2 separate regions of the Zea mays genome follow, and region 1 is linked to region 2. A link is a contact called in public Hi-C data. All regions are on one chromosome and are shown on one strand. The core of a region is the stretch at or near the end of the contact, and the rest is flanking DNA. Distances in the headings are between cores, read along the strand shown. Region 1 has its middle 78 kb from the start of LOC109943095. Region 2 has its middle 50 kb from the start of LOC103642717.

Region 1 (3,628 bases), core at 888-3,387, 150 kb after region 2:
ACGTAGCGGCATCTGCAAACTCCAACCAATGCAATTTACTTAATTAATTTAGGGGGTATGATAACACTTGAAGGCCATGTTTGTTTCAGCTTTTTCAGCTTCTGGCCACCAGAATCTGCTACAAGTTGCAAAGCGTCCCACTTCTATAAAAATCACTTTAGTTAAAACCTATCTAAAATTGAACGCAGAATCGAACAAATCTTTGTGATAATAGAAAACCATCACTTTCTATATCCTAAACTCTAAGTACTTTTTTATCTTTCTCCGTGTGTAACCTCTATAATACTCAGATTCTCTTCACAGCTTCATGGTCAGATTCTTAGAAAAGTTTCTCAAAAAACAGTTGAACCAAACATGCCCGAAGTACGGCCACGAGAATCTAGCTAGCCAGAGAAATTAAATTAAAGAAGCATGTTAATTAATGTATATAATTAATAGATGTTTGGTGAAGAGGCATTCCTTTTATCATGTGATGATTTCAGGATTATCTGAAAGTAAACCAGCAAAACAAAACACATATGTGTGTGCGCTGAAGTCATCCTCCATTTCTTTTCCTGGTAGCTAGAGAGATATTCCAGCTATACACGCATCCTCTAATAAAAGCATTGTGCATGCTTTGCTCTTGGTGCCATGAAAACATGCCTACTACTGCCACGTGGACATTTTTTTTCCGAAAGTCAGAAAAATGTAGCTCTAGCTTGATTTAACTATACTCATAGAGATATTAAAAAATGTGTAATTGTTGGCTTGGTAGCATGTGCCGAGATTTTTTTTCCCTGAACTGCCGGCATGTGATATATGGTACGAACATATGGAGGAACCTAGCAGCTGCATCATCCTCCATCCCATGCTTCTAGAAGCATATGGTCAGGTATCATTATTAAATGCCAAGATGTTCATACGCAACTGTATTTTTATTGGTATAGTATATATCGATACACAGCTTTCCAAACGTCCAGCTAGCAATTGAATGAATGAAGATATATGCACCCATCACATGCATATATATCTAGCTACAAGAATCTCGCTAGCTAGTATTCTGAATTGAGTTATATATAGGGATCAGGTGATTATTAAGTGTTTTTTTAATTACTGAACCTTTGTTTCTTCCAAAACTCCTCCTTTTCCTCGAGCTAGTTATTTTTTATAGGGTATAAGGACGTCACGCACACTCACACCACTACACATATCACATATGTTTTCTCTATGCTTAGAAAAATCACGGATAAATGGTACGTCACTAAGAGCTCGAACCTTTATGGGAGCGCTTCCGGTCAGTGGCCTTTGCCACAGCGCCTCCTCCTTTTCCTCCCGCTAGTTATTTTTTATAGGGTATATGGAGTATGGACGCCACGCACACTCACACCACTACACATATCACATATGTTTTCTCTATGCTTAGAAAAATCACGGGTAAATGGTACGTCACTAAGAGCTCGAACCTTATACCGGAGCGCTTCCGGTCAGTGGCCTTTGCCACGGCGCCGTGAGCCCCTTCGCCCTCCCGCTAGTTATTTGGTTGTGCATAACCTATCTCTTGCCTTGTGTGGTTACTAAACTGTTTTTTTAAGAAATCTTTGTTCAAGGATGTGGTGGTGTATCATCCTATATGTTTCTTTGCTTTCATGATGGCTACAACCGTACAAGTACCAAAATTTGACACGCACATTTCTTTCTCGATCGGCAGCCTTCTTTTCCCCCTTTCCTTTGGGGCTTGTGGGGCTTTTGTGCTTGATACATTTCTTCAACTCATCATCTATCGATCAAAAGAAATTAAATGTTAAGGACTAGTTTAGAAACTTAAATCTCCTACGGCCTTGTTCGTTTCTATCGGATTATATCCGGAATCGTTCCAGCTAATCAAAGTTTATATAAATTAGAGAAGCAATCCGGTTAGGAATCGTTCCGACCCACCAATCCGGCACAAACGAACAAGACCTACGGGTTTTCTGATTTTCCTCTCGATCCTCAGGAATCTAAAAAAAGATTTAAGTTTCCAAACTGGTATTAAGATGTATATGATAGATGCTCCGTGCTGGATCGAGATGGTCTCTCACTCTCACACGTGTGCATGCGTCGGCCGTACACAACAACTCAACAAGGGCCAATGGCATCTAACTTGTTGTCGTCTGATCATGTCTTTCTTCGCTCGTACAGATGGAGAGGGAGAGGATATATACGTGTGAGACAAGATTGAGCAACACGTCAGGTCTCGGCTGCTAGCTGCGCCTAACTATAACTAACATAAAGACCTCTCGATGCCTACTTACCTTAGCTTTGACAGCATATATATATATATATTGCTTCAATGTTGTTTCTAGGACTCAGGAGTCGTATATATGTTTAGATACTTCTCCTGTCCATTATATTTTGCTATCTGATGCTGATGTCAACATCGTTGTGGCATGCAAGGAGGACCATGGTGGATGGCAACACCAATTTGTTGTGGTCATGTATTTGGGACCATATTTTTAATAATTAGTTGCATATGGATGAAACAACTGTTTGGCCTACCATGGCATGCACATACAACTCCTGTGTGTTCAGGGGATAAATTAAAAATAAAGATTATTAGATTATATATCATCGTGAATTGTATGGAGACTTTTTCGGTGGGACAATACATTTTGGAGGTGATTGACTTGGGGAGTCGTCTCATTATCCTAGCCAGATTTTTAGTGGGACTGCCCCATATTCATACAAATTATTACGTGTTCCAAGCAATAAGTAGTGATAGATCAGTATATTTCACTACTGCACACAATACTATTCATTCCAGCTATAGGTTTTAATGTCTATATTCAAATGTGTGATGATGAATCTAAACACATATGTAAAACACACAAATCAAGTGTTGTATGAATCTATTAATAATGTAAAAAGAATTTTAATTTAGGACAAAGAGGGAGTATAGTTCATCGACCATCGGTTCATGTTATGAACCATGGGTGAGATGATATTCACCACCGGCCGGTTCGTATTACAAATCGATGGTGAAAATGAGAGTGATTACAAATCGATGATATTCACCAACTGGGGGTGATGGTTTGACCCATTTTCACCGCCTGTTTTGTGTTATGAACCGATGGTGAAAATCATTTTCACCAATGTGGTTTAAATCTTTATATTTGATTTTAGAATTTCTTATAATTCTATTGATCGCTGGCTGATAACATATGGACCATAAATGATTTTTATTAGATTTAAGTTGACCTATTTCAAGGACCTATTTCTGAGAATTTTATGAGATTTATTAGACAAGTTGTAGATTTCGAAGATCTACAACTACAACTTTCTATTTCAACTGTCCACCTAAATTTAAGTCGAATCTTCGACTTAACGTACATATATTTTCTTAGATTTTTTATTTTATAGTATTTTTTTTCAATGGTAGGTAAGATAAGACGTATGCGCGTGTGTATAATCAGTATCACATTTGTACCGTGTAATTCACAAAAGAAAACTATTGGCTCCTTTTGTCTCGTCGTTTTCTTTATATATATACTCGATTCTCTCGCCTTCTTCCTTTTTTCAGGAAATGCATATGCACAGAATAAATGTTACGCAGGAATCTTGTTCGCGTTCACGATGTGCATGCCCTTTAATTTACTCATGTTCCTTTCTTCCC
Region 2 (4,128 bases), core at 1,125-3,624:
GTATAAACAGCTCCTTGGAGCTCACTTGTAAAGAGGAGAAGAAAGTTTGAGAGTATATACACCTTAAAGAGCTTTCTCTCTTTATCTTAGTAGTTTACGTAGTTCCTATGAGTTAGAGTTTAGTCTGAGCTTTGCCTTAGAAATTTTGAATTCTCTTCAAAATCTTTGGGTATAACTCTCTTCTGTGCCACTAACTACCAAGTTAATTCTAGTTATCCTTGTGTCTTACTTTGAGTACTATTTTTAGTTTTACTTAAAGTATCACATTCAAGTATAATTTTACTTTACCTCTATTTCTTGGTTATTGTTGTGGTAGTCTAGGAGCACTTTAACTCAAGGCTTAGGATTGTGTTTGACTGTTGTTAACAAGATCTTGTGTGGCATTGTTATAAGCCAAACCTAGTCCTAGTTATTATTAGGATTGTTAGCTTTGATCCTCTGATTCCGAAGGAGCTGTAGTGTTCAAGCTCTGTTATAATGTGCTATCCTATCCACATAGCTAGTGTCGGTAGCCTCTCTTGGTGACAGCGAGAGTGCAACATGTGTATCTCGACCTCGTTGTCTGGTAGGCCCATAGGTGATAGCTATCTTGCATAGGTCTTCCATATATCTACCCCTAGGAACCCTCAAAATTAAACCTCAGAATTTCACTCGAAGCAAGACCTTTTTTGTGTTTGCTTATCAACAGGTTAACCATGAATAATCCTTTATAGAGTAGTAGAAGTATATTTTGGTTCTCTAACTCCTTGTTGTCCTCCCAGGCAACTTTACCTAGTTACCGTCCATAGGGTCCCTATCTATTTCTTCCTCATAAACCTAGCTTTCCTCTCTTTCGACTGCATTTACTCTCGTCTAATTACTTAATTGTACATTTATAAAGTTTATGATGCAATTTTGAATTTGTGTTGATTAGTTTATATCTAGTATGTTGCTTCCCTATGGAAAATACGATACCTAGAATACTCACAGTGAAGGGCACATAAGTTTCTGTGTGCTTGCGGAGTAAAATCCAATTGACATAAGAACCATCAACGGTGGACAACATACATGCTAGTGATCCACCACTAGACACGCCCAATAAGGAACCCTTGTCCTCTATACATAGAACTTTGTCATGTGAGATCCTAACCTTCGCATTGCATTCACATCCTTTTGAAGCATATTTGTGAATGGGATTACTTACAATTGAACTTTGGGATTCCTCTGATCTACCTAGTGCTAAGTTTGACAAGTACGCATCACACCTACTCACTAGAATCAACTAGGTCAAACTACTACTTTATACCCCTATATAGTATGACCAAGGAAAAATGAACCCCTAAAATTACTCTAAGCGTCCCTCACTCCAATTGACACTTAGAACTAGTATGTCCTTAACCCTGTTGCATATTATTTGAAAACTGAAATAAAATCTATCTAAAGGGCATGAAAACCATTGATTGCTCATTATACGATCATTATTGTGACCTACTTATAATGCCCTTGCAAAATATAGGTTAATTATAATAATTATGTTGTCATTAATCACAAAAAACTAAATTAGAATCCGAGATGCTTTCAGATTTAATGACCTCCAGGAAACCAAAGTATATCTTGGAACCATCTAATCAACTCAATTATCTATGTATGGTAAATTATAAAAGTGTGTTAGGATGTAAAATATCAATATTAAATGAAGTGTACGATAACATTACTTATTATGGTTGGAAATAGGAATTATGTCTGCTACAAAGTTAGCCTGAATGACAAGAGTCTATGGACAAATCTGGGTGCCTCTAGAGGAGGGGCTGCATGTCTGATCATGTAAACAAAAGTATCACGTGCACATCAACACAATTGACATATAGTTATGACATGTTATATATTGACATAATGAAGACATATCAACTTGTGTCGTACATGGATAAACATATTAGTACAATACAAAGGCATATGACATCATATCTAAATGCCAATGTACCTCAAAACCTTAATTAGGCAAGCTATATACATATCACATATCTCAAAACCCTAATTAGGAAAGTTTAGTGTAAGTCGAAGGAGAATGTAGGTTTGGTTTGGTTTGTAGGGACCAATTTCTAGTCCCTCTATTTTAGTCCCTAAATTGTAAACACAGAGACTAAAATAGAGATAATCCTTCTTTTAATCTCAGTGTTTAATAATTTAGAGACTAAAAAGGAGAATTAAAATTTAGTCTCTAAAAACCAAATACACCCTTAATCGTCGAGTCTACAAACATATTATGATATTAGCACCTCAAAAATATTCTTCAAGTTCGAGAGTGGAGTCACAAAAGTGCAAGACATACTGGGCCAAGGATAGCCCAAGGTGGCCAGCCCAAGGCCCGCATCAACTTCTGACAATTGGTCCAACGAGCACCTAGGCAGCCCTTGCAACAACGAAGATGTCGTTGGCTCAGCACTGCACAGCACAACAACCAACCAGGGTATTGGGTCACAAGATTGACGTCCTGCTTTATCTCAAAATTAATATTAAAAACCTGCCAAATCTTAACACACCCAACAAATGATCCTTCGGCGTGATTGATTGTGTACTGTAGTGTAGTGGCAATTTGTCTGTTCACTTTCATGTCCTCTCGCCTAGTGACAACTACAGGCAGTTGTCCCCTGGTTCTAAAAGTCAACAAGGAAAACACTATTCTCTTTATTCTTCTCACTCCAATTAATCCTCCACAGTGCATCTTTTGACCACGTATCATTTTCTCCCGCGAGCGTACAATAATTGGAACATTTCCCTAGTACTTGTTAAGTTTTTCTCAGTGTCGCGTGTTGTTCCAAGTGAATATGAGAAGAAGTCAATAATAGGAAATGCCAAAATTTTATATTCTTTCGTCATGTGACCTAATCAGTTTTTTGAGAATTTTTCAACACCTGGGTACTAGTGGATATTATGTATGACCGAGTCAATTAAGACGCTGCAGCGAGTCGGTGGTCGTAGGCTCCCCGTATCTTTTGGCAAACTCTATGCATTGAATGAGCTTCGTTTTCTTTATTTGCTTCTGTTTCTTAGAGATTTCACTACTAAAAAAATCAGAAAATAGTTTTTTATAGCCTAATAATAGAGGTAATTTTTTTAGCATGACCTTTGTAAATGATTATTAGGTGAGCCCAATACACCAGTAGAAAAGAGCTCTAAGGGTGTGTTTGGTTTGACTTTTGGCTTTGGCTTTTGCCTCCTTAAAAGCCAAAAGCCAACCAAAGGGCTGGATCCAGGAAGCAGCTTTTTCTAAAAGCCGACTTTCTCGTAGTGCAAATCTGAAAGCACTCCTGTACCTGCTTTTAGTAGCTTTTCGGATGAAACTATGAAAACATATATCGAAGAATTTTTAACGACTTTTAGTGGTTTCCACCAAACGATTTTTAGCTTTTTAACAGCTTACAGCCTACAGCAGCTTTTTCTACAGCTCACATCCCACAGCAACTTTTTTCACAGCCACAGCCCAACCAAACAGACCCTAAGCTTATAGTACGCAAAACTTTTCACAAGCGGTTTTAGTTACCAAGTGACAGTGAAAATAAAAAGGTGGACCTGGTTTAAGAAATCGCCAGTGGAAATCAATTTCTATTGGCGGTTTTCTTAACACAACTGCCAGTGCAAATCACACTTTCAGAATAGGAAAATACAACGAAGAACTAAAAGGAAAGACCGTCGAAGAAGTTGAGAAGCTTACACAGAATATGAAAAAGGATTTTGAAGCAAGATACACCACCTACATAGAACACGCAAAGCTTGAATTTCAAGAGAGAGAAGTCATAGTGGCCCGTACAACTTTAAGTAAGTGTGATTTTGTATAAATAAAATTAATAATTTCAATACACATGCATCACAAATTTGATTCGTACAGAGAGCACTGGATATGCTTCTTCATTTATCCTAAGGTTGGAAAGATGCTGGTGCTCGACTCCTTAAACTACGACCCTTCAACCTATTCAAAATTTCTCAGCGTCTGTAAGCTTTTTTTATGCATGCATACTTATATCGGTGAGAATTTTAGAATAACATGGTGAATCTATTTGAGATCACAATGCATATAGGTTCTATAAGTGGCAAGGTGGAAAGTATGATTTGTCGAAAAAATGAGTGCCACTAGACATCCATTATAACCGG

What was found. Hi-C and Micro-C count contacts between places; a contact is called where the count stands out from the background.
Region 1: a Hi-C map of bundle sheath shows a contact between it and region 2, with 3 times the contacts expected there. The contact joins two enhancer-like sites. A contact is called at or near these places in 2 of 25 Hi-C or Micro-C datasets (bundle sheath and seedling).

What each region holds. Positions count from the first base shown.
Region 1 is chr10:114,031,959-114,035,586 of Zm-B73-REFERENCE-NAM-5.0, forward strand. No RefSeq gene overlaps it. Among protein-coding and RNA genes, the nearest start is that of LOC109943095, 78 kb to the right of the region's middle. Within about 2 kb of position 2,138, at least 5 of the 20 cell types and tissues checked have an H3K27ac peak or open chromatin away from gene starts, as enhancers often do. A contact at or near this core is called in bundle sheath, where this site is marked.
Region 2 is chr10:113,883,462-113,887,589 of Zm-B73-REFERENCE-NAM-5.0, forward strand. No RefSeq gene overlaps it. Among protein-coding and RNA genes, the nearest start is that of LOC103642717, 50 kb to the left of the region's middle. Within about 2 kb of position 2,375, at least 15 of the 20 cell types and tissues checked have an H3K27ac peak or open chromatin away from gene starts, as enhancers often do. A contact at or near this core is called in bundle sheath, where this site is marked.